Regions from separate parts of the Ovis aries genome. Here region 1 is linked to region 2. Evidence: chromatin contacts called from public Hi-C data. All regions are on one chromosome and are shown on one strand. Each heading gives the region's core, a stretch centred on a gene start, on an enhancer-like site or on the middle of the called end of the contact. The rest is flanking DNA. Distances are from core to core; before and after follow the strand shown. Region 1 overlaps CAMSAP2 (calmodulin regulated spectrin associated protein family member 2). Region 2 holds the start of KIF14 (kinesin family member 14).

What was found. A called contact is a pair of places that touch in the nucleus more often than the background predicts.
Region 1: a contact with region 2 is called in a Hi-C map of liver, with 1.9 times the contacts expected there. The contact joins the enhancer-like site here to the promoter of KIF14 in region 2. A contact is called at or near these places in 3 of 16 Hi-C or Micro-C datasets (liver, skin fibroblasts and tail adipose tissue).

Annotation. Positions count from the first base shown.
Region 1 is chr12:78,793,671-78,800,897 of ARS-UI_Ramb_v3.0, forward strand. All of the region lies in intron 1 of CAMSAP2 (calmodulin regulated spectrin associated protein family member 2), which reads left to right. Among named protein-coding and RNA genes, the nearest start is that of CAMSAP2, 16 kb to the left of the region's middle. Within about 2 kb of position 2,436, at least 3 of the 54 cell types and tissues checked have an H3K27ac peak or open chromatin away from gene starts, as enhancers often do. A contact at or near this core is called in liver, where this site is marked.
Region 2 is chr12:78,688,236-78,695,621 of ARS-UI_Ramb_v3.0, forward strand. It overlaps KIF14 (kinesin family member 14), which reads right to left and starts at 5,206. Exons shown (of 30, transcript XM_042229316.1): 1 at 5,150-5,206; 2 at 569-1,764. The coding sequence starts at 1,650. It overlaps LOC114117396 (U6 spliceosomal RNA), which reads right to left and starts at 7,367; the gene lies at 7,261-7,367.

The sequences.
Region 1 (7,227 bases), core at 1,186-3,685, 100 kb after region 2:
TGTCTTAGAAAAACTGTAGGCCACTTATTTTACAGAAGGTCCCTCGATGTGGATCTGTCAAACGTGTCTTCATGACAGAGTCAAGTCCCGCAGGTCGGGCAGGGTGGCCGCCGAAGCGGCGCTGTGTTTCCAGTGGGTCGTGCCAGAGGCACACGATGCGCATTCAGTTGTTGAGGTGGACTTTAATCTCTCTCTTAAAAAAAAAAGTTTCTTTTTGATCGCGCTGGGTCTTTGTTGCTGCCTGTGGGCGCTCTAGTCACGGTGCTTCCCTCGTGGAGCCCGGGCTCTCGCTGCACGAGCCTCAGTAGCTGTGGTGCGCGGGCTCAGTGGTTGTGTCTCGAGGGCCCTGGAGCGTGCAGGCGTCAGGAGCTGTGCAGGGCTTAGTGGTTCCTCCTCAGCGTGTGGAATCTTCCCGGACCAGGGGTCGACCCGTGTCCCCTGCATCAGCAAGTGGGTTCTTACCCACTGTGCCACCAGGCGACTCCAGATTTTGGCCTCTTGCTTCAGGTGGTATCTGCTACTTTTCTCCACTGTGAGATTATTATTTTCCATTTTTAATTAAGAAGCAATTTGCGGGGAGATAACTTGAAACATCCTGTTCATCAAACTTCGGCCCACTGGCTTGGCACCCACAATGATTCTTGCTTGAGTCAGTTATTACCCCGTTTACTGTATCCCAGTTTTAGTTGGTATTCTGCTACAAGGAAGAGTTTTCCCTTCTTTTTCTTTCACACACTTATTTATCTGGTTACATCAGGATGGACATTCTCATTCATTCAAGCGGGTTATAATCGCTTGGTGTCATTATTTATTTGATGTTCAGATTGTCTTAGGTTTGGCTGATTGGAGTCTCCTTCCAGTGGAGTCCTGCGAGCTGACACGGCCCCCTGTTGGCTCTGACACTTCCTGGCACGCGCATGCACGGGTTCTTAGCTGAGCGTGTGCTTTGCTGGTCCAGCTCGGGAGGAAGCAGCCACTTCTTGAGGAGTCCTGGTTGCTTTCGTGGGAGGGTCTTGGAGACCAGAATGGAGGTGCGCTCTGGCAGCTGCTGGGGCTCAGCAGACGTGACCTGCGGCTCAGGTGCTCTGTCGCCGTCAGAGGCGCGTGGCAGTTGCCGTGTGCTCACGCTGACTCTTCCTATCGGAGGCCGGCTGCACGGAACTCGCCCTCACCTTCCCCTCACCCTGTGCGTTACTGCCCCTGCCGCCCAGGAACCTGGCTCTGGGCTTGGGGTTGAGGTTCCCCAGCGTCCTGGAGGCTGGTGAGGATCTGCAGCTCGGAAGAGGCCCTTGTGTCTCTCAGGGCAGCGGGAGGGGTGGGGTGGGGACTTAACCCCTGGGGTGCAGCGTGGAGGGACGGGGAGCCCCTGCCCGTGCTGTGCTCCGGGCGCCCTTCTGGGTGCTGATGCCGAGGATGGGAAAGGGCCCGCTCTCCTGGAGGCTGTGGTGAGGAGGGAATAGCAGACCCGGGTATCATGGGACAGCAGTCATGAGAACAGGATGACCGATGGGAAGAGGGGTCTGGGGATGATGGCTCACAGCTCCCGTGGGAGGGTGAGGGCTGACTGGGCCTTGTGGAGCCCAGAGACTCAGTGTCTGTGGCGCACTGGCCGGCCCGGAGGGGCAGAGGGTGAGGTCCAGAGCCGGGGAGGCAGACGCCTGACACACGTGGGCAGCGGGGGACGGCCTGAACTCGGGGAGAGGATGACTGCACTCAGGGACCCCCATCAAGTAAGACAGGGCTCCAGAGCGCCAGCATGGCAGCACTCTGCCATGCAGCTTCCCGCTGCTGGTGAATTAGGCTAACTGAAAACCACTCAGGTTTTGAGAGGGAATGCTGCTGTAGAAGTCAGGTGGCCCAGGGGGAATTCTCAGGGCTTTCAAAGCAGAGAGGAGGAGTAGATTGGGGTTGCTAGTGCAGAATCTGGGACTTGAGGGGAAATTTGAAATCTGTGCATATCTTTAGAACAAGGCCAATGACTAAAATTTTACACAGTAACGTTTCCAACCATCAGATGCCCGTTGCGTGCACTGGGCACGGAGCTGCTGCGCTGTGAGTCGTGGGAATAAGAGGCCTGGGCCTGGGTGAGTCCCTCCTTGTCAACAGTGGGTTTAGGAACTGTCCGTCATTTTGACAGGCAGACTCTTTGTAACTTAATCTTTGATTCCTGGTACTAGGATTTTTTTTCTTTAAGGTTACTGATCATTTTTGTGTCCTTTGGTTGATGTAGAGTTCAAGCTCTAGGCTTTACTTTCACTTGGAGTTTTTGATACTCACAGATTCTGTCTTAGTAATTGTCTTAGACACAGTTTTTAGATTCGGAAATTAAGGCAGCATTCCCCTGGCTGAGTAGTGACATTTCTGAAATGCACTCCCCTCATACCGTTACTGGTGCTGACTCAGCTCTGTGGGGAAGGCCCCTGAGCAAGACTGTTGCTGTGCTCTCTGCCCGTGCCTGAGCCTCTCAGGTGGTTGTGAGTTTCAAAGCTTTGCTCTAGCCAGGGTTTATTTATAGTAACAGGAGCGTGGTAGGTTCTCGCTTCAGTCCTGGTACACGAGAAAAACTTGTCTCTTCTCCGTTGCAATTCTGGGAGTGGAGTTTCAGTTTTCTCAAGTGTTAATGTCTTATCTTCTTGTGCTCTGGAGATGAGGGGGAGGGTGGAAGTTCTGACCTTTGGTTTTGCCTGTTGATTTTCTGATATGCAGTTCCAGTTCATTTGACCTAAAAAGTGGTGCAGCTCCAGACTGTGGTTTCGAAGAGCGGCAGTTTTGTGCTGTTTGCGAAATGATAGGCATTCTTGACATTGTCGCTTCAGCATGTGCAGTTCTTGAAGTCTTGTTCCTAAAAGGGACCTGCTTTACGATGCTCAGTACGCAGTTTTGCATTCTTTAAGGATGGAATGATCTGTTTTTGTCATATTCTTAAAACATTCTGAGACTTGCTATGGCTCCTTTCCCTTTTCCTTGCATTGAAATTTTTTGAAACTTACACTTTCATAACTTAGACTTGTGGGTACATCACAGCGCAATGAAAATAGCCCCTAAGCTGTCCTCTTCCACCTTCCAGTTTTGTGATCCTGGCAGACCATTGTTATTTTTGAATCTGTTTAGCTACATGGTTTAGAGTTAAGACTCTGTATTTATCAGCTGTGTACCTTTGGCACAATACCTGTCTTGAGTTCCTTATATGTAGAACAGGGACAAGAGAATATTCGTGCACACTGCTTGCACAGAAAAGCCCTTAGTGAACATCAGTTCAGTTCAGTTCAGTTCAGTCGCTCAGTCGTGTCCGACTCTTTGCGACCCCATGAATCGCAGCGCGCCAGGCCGCCCTGTCCATCACCAACTCCCGGAGTTCACTCAGACTCATGTCCATCGAGTCAGTGATGCCATCCAGCCATCTCATCCTCTGTTGTCCCCTTCTCCTCCTGCCCCCAATCCCTCCCAGCATCAGGGTCTTTTCCAGTGAGTCAACTCTTCTCATGAGGTGGCCAGAGTACTGGAGTTTCAGCTTTAGCATCACTCCTTCCAATGAACACCCAGAACTGATCTCTTCCAGAATGGACTGGTTGGATCTCCTTGCAGTCCAAGGGACTCTCAAGAGTCTTCTCCAACACCACAGTTCAAAAGCATCAATTCTTCGGCGCTCAGCTTTCTTCACAGTCCAACTCTCACATCCATACATGACCACTGGAAAAAACATAGCCTTGGCTAGATGGACCTTTGTTGGCAAAGTAATGTCTCTGCTTTTGAATATGCTGTCTAGGTTGGTCATAACTTTCCTTCCAAGGACTAAGCGTCTTTTAATTTCATGGCTGCAGTCAACCATCTGCAGTGATTTTGGAGCCCTAAACAATAAAGTCTGACACTGTTTCCACTGTTTCCCATCTATTTGCCATGAAGTGATGGGACCGGATGCCATGATCTTTTTTTCTGAATGTTGAGCTTTAAGCCAACTTTTTCACTCTCCTCCTTCATGTTCATCAAGAGGCTTTTTAGTTCCTCTTCACTTTCTGCCATAAGGGTGGTGTCATCTGCATATCTGAGGTTATTGATATTTCTCCCGGCAATCTTGATTCCAGCTTGTGTTTCTTCTAGCCCAGCGTTTCTCATGATGTACTCTGCATAGACGTTAAATAAGCAGGGTGACAATATATAGCCTTGACATACTCCTTTTCCTATTTGGAACCAGTCTGTTGTTCCATGTCCAGTTCTAACTTTTGCTTCCTGACCTGCATACAGGTTTCTCAAGAGGCAGGTCAGGTGGTCTGGTATTCCCATCTCTTGAAGAATTTTCCACAGTTTATTCTGATCCACACCTTCAAAGGCTTTGGCATAGTCAATCAAGCAGAAATAGATGTTTTTCTGGAACTCTCTTGCTTTTTCCATGATCCCGTGGATGTTGGCAATTGGATCTCTGGTTCCTCTGCCTTTTCTAAATCCAGCTTGAACATCTGGAAGTGCACAGTTCACATATTGCTGAAGCCTGGCTTAGAGAATTTTGAGCATTACTTTACTAGCATCTGAGATGAGTGCAATTGTGCAGTAGTTTGAGCTTTCTTTGGCATTGCGTTTCTTTGGGATTGGAATGAAAACTGGCCTTTTCCAGTCCTGTGGCCACTGCTGAGTTTTCCAAATGTGCTGGCATGTTGAATGCAGCACTTTCACAGCATCATCTTTCAGGATTTGAAACAGCTCAACTGGAATTCCGTCACCTCGACTAGCTTTGTTCATAGTGATGCTTTCTAAGGCCCACTTGACTTCACTTTCCAGGATGTCTGGCTCTAGATGAGTGATCACACCATCATGATTATCCGGGTCATGAAGATCTTTTTTGTACAGTTCTTCTGTGTATTCTTGCCACCTCTTCTTAATATCTTCTGCTTCTGTTAGGTCCCTACCATTTCTGTCCTTTATTGAGCCCATCTTTGTATGAAATGTTCCCTTGGTATCCCTAATTTTCTTGAAGAGATCTCTAATCGTTCCCATTCTGTTGTTATTAACACAGTCCTAATATTTATGTGTATATTGTCTGGTTTGACAGTTTTACCAAGTTGTGATAAAGCTCATGGGTGGGGAAGGATGTGAACGCAGTGTGTAGATGTGATTGGATGTACAGTGTGGTGGAAAGTTTGTAGGCTGATGACAAACAGTCAGTTTGTACAACTGGCGTTTGGGTACCAAGTCACCTGTGATGTTCACTTTTCATTGTTGCAGGAAAAAAGTCTATATGTATACATTTTATAATCATCTTAAAATCATTCACTTAAAATGATTTCACTTTTAAATTTGTTCTACTGGTAGCTTCCGTTTGGTTCCTGGGATGCAGGCATCTAAATGGACACTGACCCTGCATTCTGTGGTTTATGACAAAGCTTGCCGTCACCCTGCGGAGTCTGTCAGGTTTAAGGCTGGCTCACAGCTGGTTAATGCGGCTCTGAAGGAAGGGAAGAATTTTCAATTATTAAATGAGGATATTTTTAGATGTCTCCAAAATCCCAAATTGGTCCAGCTACTCCTGACCTCTTTCCACGGTCCAGCATCCCCAGTTGCCTTCCGCACATCTCCGCTTGGGGGTTTCTGCTGCTGTTCCAGGCTCAGCGTGTCTGGAGCTAAAGTCGCAGTCCTGCTTCTGCAGCAGATGCTTCCTTGGTCTCCCTCCCTCTGTTGGTGGCATGCCTCTTGCCTTGATCACCTCTGGGCACCGTCTGGCCCCTTCTCGCTGCTTTGTGCCTGGGCCCTCAGGGTTGTCCCTGTCCTTCCCTTCCTGTTGGCATCGCTGCCCTGCCTCCTTCCCGTGTCATTTCCTGGTCTCTGCAGCCTCACCGTCAGTACTGAATACTAGATTAACTGTCCCCAGGCATCAGTCATAATGGGTCACTTTCCTCCTATAAAACTGTCGGCAGATCCTTCAGTTCAGATCAGTCACTCAGTCGTGGCTAACTCTTTGCAACCCCATAGACTGCAGCATGCCAGGCCTCCCTGTCCATCACCAACTCCCGGAGTTCACTCAGGCTCATGTCCATCTAGTCGGTGATGCCATCCAACCATCTCATCCTCTGTCATCCCCTTCTCCTCCCGCCTTCAGTTTTTCCCAGCATCACCGTCTTTTCCAGTGACTCAGCTCTTCGCATCAGGTGGCCAAAGTATTGGAGTTTCAGCTTCAGCATCAGTCCTTCCAGTGAATATTCAAGGCTGATATCCTTTAGGATGGACTGGTTGGATCTCCTTGCAGTCCAAGGGACTGCAAGTCCAAGAAGTCTCAAGAAGTCCAAGTCTCAAGAGTCTTCTCCAACACCACAGTTGAAAAGCATCAGTTCTTTGGCACTCAGCTTTCTCTATAGTCCAGCTCTCACATCTATACATGACTACTGGAAAAACTGTAGCTTTGACTAGATGGACCTTTGTTGGCAAAGTAATGTCTCTGCTTTTTAATATGCATTGGAGAAGGAAATGGCAACCCACTCCAGTGTTCTTGCCTGGAGAATCCCAGGGGCAGGGGAGCCTGGTGGGCTGCCGTCTATGGGGTCGCACAGCGTTGGACACGACTGAAGTGATTTAGCAGCAGCAGCATCTAGGTTGGTCATAACTTTTCTTCCAAGGAGTAAGTGTCTTTTGATTTCATGGCTGCAATCACCATCTGCAGTGATTTTGGAGCCCCCCAAAATAAAGTCTGACACTGTTTCCACTGTTTCCCCATCTATTTCACATGAAGTGATGGGACCGGATGCCATGATCTTCGTTTTCTGAATGTTGAGCTTTAAGCCAACTTTTCCACTCCTCTTTCACTTTCATCAAGAGGCTCTTTAGGCTTTTTCTGCCATAAGGGTGGTGTCATCTGCATATCTGAGGTTATTGATATTTCTCCCAGCAATCTTGATTCCAGCTTGTGCTTCTTCCAGCCCAGCGTTTCTCATGACGTACTCTGAATATAAGTTAAATAAACAGGGTGACAATATACAGCCTTGATGTACTCCTTTTCCTATTTGGAACCAGTCTGTTGTCCCATGTCCAGTTCTAACTGTTGCTTCCTGACCTGCATACAGGTTTCTCAAGAGGCAGGTCAGGTGGTCTGGTATTCCCATCTCTTGAAGAATTTTCCACAGTTTTTTATGATCCACACAGTCAGAGGCTTTGCAATAGTCATTAAAGCAGAAATAGATGTTTTTCTGGAACTCTCTTGCTTTTTCCATTATCCAGCGGTTTTTGGCGATTTGATTTCTGGTT
Region 2 (7,386 bases), core at 3,956-6,455:
CTCACTTAGATCCAAACAGACTTAAAAAAAAACTACTGACTCTGTGAAGTCTTCACAGTTGTCCTCAAAGCATTTAAAGATAATCAGATGCTACGGTCACACCAGGCGAGTCTGTCCGTTCTCGCCCACAGGCACTCATGGGGAGATTTTTTGCGGTCAAAGTCAAACCTCACAGATCAGTGTGTGTACAACCACACGTCATAGATGATACGGCGGTAACCACCACCCTGGAAAGGGTTTTGGAAGGACCTGTTTGGGGAACGAGCAACCAGCTGTTGCTCTTTTTAAGGGAAAAGGTAGAAGACACCACCATCTATGACAGATTTGAAAGCAGGCTCTGCCTTAGGGACTGACGTCAGTCAGACGTTTAAAACAGATATATCTGGAGAAACTTCCATTTGCAAAATATGGTGGTTTTGATTTTTTTGTTTTACAGCCAATCATCGAAAATATCCACATACTACCACCGAACCGGGAAGTTCCATCTATAAAAAGGCAGTGCCAGCCAGCATGAACACGCACCAACACGCAGAGCAGGTTGGCCTCGGATAAAAAGCGGGTCACGTACCGGCTGCTGAAAGGCCTGACTCTGACCGCCACTGTCACTTGGCTGCTCTCCACCTTCAGGGGCCCTGTTTCTGCAGAGGTTTTCTGAAGTGCGGCTTCTTCCTCAAGAAGGAATGTATTTTCCCGTGACCTTTCCCTCTGACTTGCAAGAAGAGAGCTCTGGGGCGTCTGTTTAACTTGCAGGGTGGGCCTCTTGCTTCTCAGAACCAAGGCAGCGGGGCTCGGAGGCTGCAGGACGCCACGCCTAGGTGTCGACCTGAGCTCTGAAATACACTTGAAGGGTGTCCTTTTCTCTAAGCTTTCAAATCTACGTGGAAGTTTCGTGGCTTCCTTCTCAGCACCCCTGTGATGCGAGGCCCCTGCTCCTGACTCTCTGGTCTCCAACCTGCTCTCAGTGGGCCTAACTGCCACGCACGGTGTGCGAACAGCTTCAGTCTGACTCTGGGAACCGGCGGGTGCTCGCTCACGTAGGGACTTAAGGGCAACGTTCTCACCCACCCCACTGAGGGCAGAACGCGTCGCTGCGCATTTTCCATCAGCCTTCATTTCAGGGTCTTTGGGGTCTGGAGTTAAAGGCACAGAAGGTGCAACAGGCAAGTCTTTATCACTGCTTACAGCTTTTACACTTATACCAGTTTCTGGTGAAGGCCGACTATTTTCTGTCCTGCCGCCCACGTCCTGCATTCCTTTCCACTTTCCCATGTAATCTGTCTTAGTCCGACGCTGTAATGCAAGGCGTGTTTCTGCCGTTTTCGCACCGGCGTCTCCCGACTCACGACCAAGCAAAGAGGGTTCCTTGCTCCTGGTCGCTCTCCTCTGAAGTGTCAACCTCCCCACAGGGTTAGGAAGGAGGCGTGTGTCTTCTGTTTTCTTACAGGCAGAAATAACGTAAGTGCTGTTGATGTCTCTGACTTTACTTGCAGATCTCAGTAACGGATCATCATTTTCACACTCTGACGAGTCTGACCTCGGATGCAGCTTCAGCTTGCTGCCCTGGGGGAGGACACTCAGGGATGACGTCTTTGTGGAAGGAATACCAAGGAGATCTCTGTCGTTTCTGCTGTGTGCGGTGGAGGCTGACATGGTGGCAGAAGGTTATTTTTAAGAAGAATGTTGCTGAAGAAATGCTAAGCTCTATCTTTAGACATTCATTTGACTTCCGGCCATTTCTTATGCAACAGTTTCCAAAATTATCTGCTAAAATAAAATAAATAAAATTTAAACTGCGCAGATTACAAACAGGCTTTAAAAACACAAGGACCTTCCATGGGAAAGTGACTTCTCAGGGGCATATATTAGGTCATGATCTCCACTGAGATATCGTTCCCAGGCAGCTTCGGACAAATCTCTGACCTCAAAGACCATACAGTCATTGCTCAACAAACATGTGCTAAGATCCCATGAGGTGCCAGGCCCTCTGGTGGATACTATGAATTTCAAAGACAAAACTCTGCTTTCATTTCCTTAGTCTAGAGAGAATGCACAGATAAAGACGGCATCAGGTCAAATGTGCCAGGTGACTTAAAAAGATGTAAAAAGCACATGTCAAAGAAGATATAAGAATAGTCAATGAGCACATGAAATGATGCTCATCAGGGAAGAGCAAGTCAAACTATAATGAGATGCCACACCATACCCATTAAAGAAACTATCAAAAAAAAAAAAAAAAGCAGAAAACAAGTATGGACCAGAACATGGAGAAACGGGTAAGCTCGTAGACTGTTGCTGGGAATGTAAAATGGTACAACCACTGTGAAAAACAGAAGGGATGGCCTCAAAAAATTAAAATTAGCATATACTAAGTCGCTTCAGTTGTGTCCGACTCTTTGCGACCCCAGGGACTATCGTCCACCAGACTCCGCTGTCTGTGGGATTGTCCAGGCAAGAATACTGACCGGAGAGGGTTGCCATGCCGTCTTCCAGGGGATCTTCCCGAGCCAGGGATCGAGTCCACCCCTCTTACGTCTCCTGCGTTGGCAGGCAGGTTCTTCACTAGTGCCACCAAATTAGCATATGATCTAGCAATTCCACCTCCGGGTATACACCAGAAAGGATTGAGAGCAGGGTCTCAAATGAAGGGATATCGGCCTACCCGTGTTCACAGCAGCATCATTCATAACAGAGAAAGTGGGGAAGCAACTCGAATGTCCACTGACCGATGAACGGCCTACCAAAATGTGGTATATCCATACAATGGAAAATTATTCAGCCTTCAAAAGGAAAGGAATTCTGCAATATGCTACAATATTGGTGAACCTTGAGGACATTATATTAAGTGAAATAAACCAGTCCCCAAAAGACGAATAATATATGATACCACTTATATCAAGTACTTATAGTAGTTAAAATCAGCAGCAGAAAGTATAATGGTGGTGGCTAGGGAAGGGAGCACGGAGAGTTATTATTTAATAGATGCAGAATTTCAGACTGACCAGATAACTAGAGTTACGGGGTAGATGGCAGTGATGACCATGTATTTAAGGATGTACATGTACATTTAAAAATGGTTAAAATGAATAAATGCTAGAAAAGAGAACATGTCAGCAGAGATTTTTTTAAGTGCCCCCAGTTTGGGGGGCAGCGAGGGGGACTAACAGACACCCCAGCACCAAAGTTAAAGACCGGAGTAAAGCATTTCTGCAGGTGCTGAATGCACTCGACATGCAAGAACGCCTCGGGGAGATGAGCCAGAGAGGTGTCACAAGGCAGCTCATACCCAAATAAGTACCAGAGACAATAAATACAAGCACTGTAAAGTAATCGCTTGTGTTGAGAAAACTTATGCAAGATCAGTTAAGTATTCAGCCTGCCCTCTAGCAGTCAGACAACAAAGTTGACAGGAATGTAAGCAAATACGTGTCAACAATATCTATCCAGTAGTCACGGAGAAGGCAGCGGCACCCCACTCCAGTACTCTTGCCTGGAAAACCCCATGGGCGGAGGAGCCTGGTAGGCTGCAGTCCATGGGGTCGCAGAGAGTGGGACACGACTGAGCGACTTAGCAGCAGCAGCAGCAGCAGTCATGTTTAGAAGAAAAGAGAACAGCAGACACAGCTGAGGTCTGACTTCCCGTCAACGCTGCATCCAACTGGTTATACTGACGTGAACAAGTCTTTAAATTTGCATGTCTGATTCTAACTTGCAAAATGACATCTGATGAAACTATTTCATTGTGAAGGCAAAGAAAGGAACCCTCATTTAAAACAGAGTGAGGGGTGGGAGTGCAGGGTATCTGAACAGGAGCTCTCATGTTTTATCCCTTGCTATATTCACAGACTCTACAGGAAGAAGCTACTTCACATCCCAGGGCAAAGAGGAAGAAAAGGTTTCATCCTCACCCAGCAACGGCCCAGTCAATGAAAAACTAGCAGCTCAGCCACTAGGAGGCCATCACCACCCAGGCTGTCCCTCTCCTCTGACCCGCTGTCATTGAATTCCCTCCTTTTCTCCACACAGGCAGGCCTCATCTGGCTTAGGGGCTTCGCTTTGTTGCCCCTTCTGCATTTTTGTTACAAACTGAATGTTTGTAGCAACCATGTGTCAACAAGTCAGTGCCATTTTCCCAAGTGAGCATCTGCTCTCTTCAGGTCTGCGTCCCAGCTCTGGAAATTCCCACACTTTAAACATTTCCATTAGATGCTACTGGTCAAGGCGATCTGTGGCCAGTGGAATTGATGTTAGTAGGAGGACTCCTGAAGGTTCTGATGATGGTTACCGTTTTTACCAACCAAGTATTCTAAATGAAGGCATATACATTGTTCTTTAGACATAATACTACTGCACACATAACAGGCTACCATATAGGACCATATAGGATCCTACCATATAGGATTCTTCAATGAAACAAAACGTTCAGGAGACTGGCGGCGCGGTCCCCCTGAGCGCACACAATCTGGGAGGCGGAACCAGCTGCCCCTCTCCTGGGGCTGGTCCCCACTTGAAGCTCGCCGTGAGTTGCAGCTCTCTACTGCTCCCACAGAGACTCGTCCTGCTAATACAGCAACTAACCGTCGTATTTTTAAAATCAACCCCAGAGATCATGACTCTGGAGGTACAAAACAACAGAGGTTCATTTTTAAGTAACCTGTGCAAGTTCTAAATCACTAACAATCATGCCAGGATCGAAGCATCTCCCATCACCTTCTAACTAAAAGCAGGCAATCTTTTAGTTAAAGATTTCCTGATACGGAAGTAAATACAGAAACAAGAAGAAACCGAGGACTTGACCCGCAGCTGAAAACCGGCTGCTATTTACAAGGAGCACGAAGCTCGGGGTCTGAGGAGGGGCGGGGGTACGCCCCGGGACACTGGAGGGAAGGGGTGCCCAGACCCCGGGGTGGGCTCTCAGCGGCCACCCCGCCGCCCGGCGGCCACGCGCCCGGAAGACGCCCTCCGAGGGGTCCGCGGCGGGGAGGGCGCGGCCCGATCCCGCCCCTGGCCCTCCCGGGAGAACCCCGGCCCGCCCCCCTTGGAGACCCTCGCACCCGGCCCCGGGGACCCCCGGCCCTCCCGGACTCCCGAGCTGTCCACCCACCCCACCCTCGCCCGCACCGACGCGCCGCGCCCGGACCACAGCCCCCACCTCGCAGGCTCCTGGCCTCCTCGCGCCGCTCACGCCTCCGCTGCCGCCCCGCGGTTTGAATACGCGCCCCGCCCTCTGATTGGCTGCCGGGCGCCGCGCACGCACGTCTTCCCGGAAACGCGCGCGCATCTCCTAGGCAACGGCCCCGCCCCCTGGGTTGGGCGCGCCGCGCAGGGACGCGGGCGGCCGGGGCGCGGACTGCGGGCTGGGGGCGCGCTCGAGGGGGCGGGGGCGCGGACTTCGAGCGGCGGGGGCGCGCTCGGGGTGCTTGGCGGAGGACGCGAACGTTGATGCCCTTGTCCAGCCCCGGAGCAAAATGAGCACCATCCGTCCGCGTCGCCCCCGGACCTCTCTGTGCAGAAATAACTGCGTGCCCCCTCGGTAGCCACAGCCATTCACGGTTTTCTAGGATTTCGAGTGCAAAGCCTAGTGATAGGAAGTGCGCTGAATGTCTTAGATGGAAGTTTTTCATTTAATCCTGAGTACCTTACCAGGTAAATATTAACATGATCCCCCAGGTTACCAATGAGGGGCTGAAGTTTACAATTAAACTTGTGAAAAATTAGACAGCTAGCTGGCGGTGCAACTAGAATTACAAGCCCACCCCGTGAGATACAACTCGGTTTCTAGAAAAATCCTAATAAGGTTTTGAAGCACGAAAAGATAAGTATACTTGCTGAAAACTAACCAGATGAACGAGACGAGCTCTAGTCGAAAAGATATTTTAAAGTAACTTTCTTAAATAGCGAAAAGTGCAGGTAAAGAAATTGGATTCAGCGGGATAGAAAGAGAAATTAGAAGGGACTCTGAATGCATAGAAAAATTGAATGTATAATAAAATGCTCGTTCTAAAACTCTCTCTAAAAATCATTCTAAAATTTATTGAAATTAAGTTATAGAGCAACCATCAGAAAAAAAGAATGTAGTATTTATCAGGTCTATGGGAAAATAATCAAGTCTAGAGAGCAAAAGAAGCTATGGCAAAGGAGAAGACCAACAAACACAAATACATAAAAATTCTAAACTCATACATAGTTCACAATAGTGAAAATAAAATGTAGTAAACTACAAAAATACATTAAATATGACAGAAGATATAAAGATACCTTTCAACATAACAAGTAAAAAAAGTTTATAAGTAGAAACGGATAGTTCAGTTCAGTTCAGTTGCTCAGTCATGTCCAACTCTTTGTGACCCCATGAACCACAACATGCCAGGCCTCCCTGTCCATTGCCAAATCCTGGAGCTTGCTCAAACTCATGTCCATTGAGTGGGTGATGCCATCCAACAATCTCATCCTCTGTCATCCCATTCTCCTCCTGCCTTCAATCTTTCCCAGCATCAGGGTCTTTTCCAATGAGTCTGTTCTTCACATCTGGCCAAAGTATTGGAGTTTCAGCTTCAGCATCAGTCCTTCCAATGAACACCCAGGACTGATCCCCTTTAGAATGGACTAATTGGATCTTCTTGCAGTCCAAGGGACTCTCAAGAGTCTTCTCCAACACCACAGTTCAAAAGCATCAATTCTTTGGCACTCAGCTTTCCTCATAGTCCAACTCTCACATCCATACATGACTACTGGAAAAACCATAGCCTTGACTAGACGGACCTTTGTTGACTATGTAATGTCTCTGCTTTTTAATATGCTGTCTAGGTTGGTCACAACTTTCCTTCCAAGGAGTAAGTATCTTTTAATTTCATGAACGTAATCACCACCTGCAGTGATTTTGGAGCCCCCAAAAATAAAGTCTGACACTGTTTCCACTGTTTCCCCATCTATTTGCCATGAAGTGACAGGACCAGATCCCATGATCTTAGTTTTCTGAATGTTGAGCTTTAAGCCAACTTTTTCACTCTCCTCTTTCACTATTTACTCAACAAGTATTTATTAAGCTTCTTTCACATGTCAGACCTTAGACTAAGCAGTAGGGGTAGGAGTGAGTGGGTGTGGACCCTCCTCTCAAGCAGCTTACCAATTTCTGTCTCTAGAAATGTGCACTTTTAATTCTGATGCAAAAATCACTGGTACTGAAATTTTAAAACTTTTTTTACACTTATACCTAAATTTTTTTTTTTTTACAGTTGCATTTAATGACTGGGTTTTTTTTTTTTAAATATGGAACACTTCACGAATTTGCGTGTCATCCTTGCGCAGGGGCCATGCTAATCTTCTCTGTATCGTTCCAATTTTAGTATATGTGCTGCCAAAGCGAGCACTAATGACTGGGTTTTACAG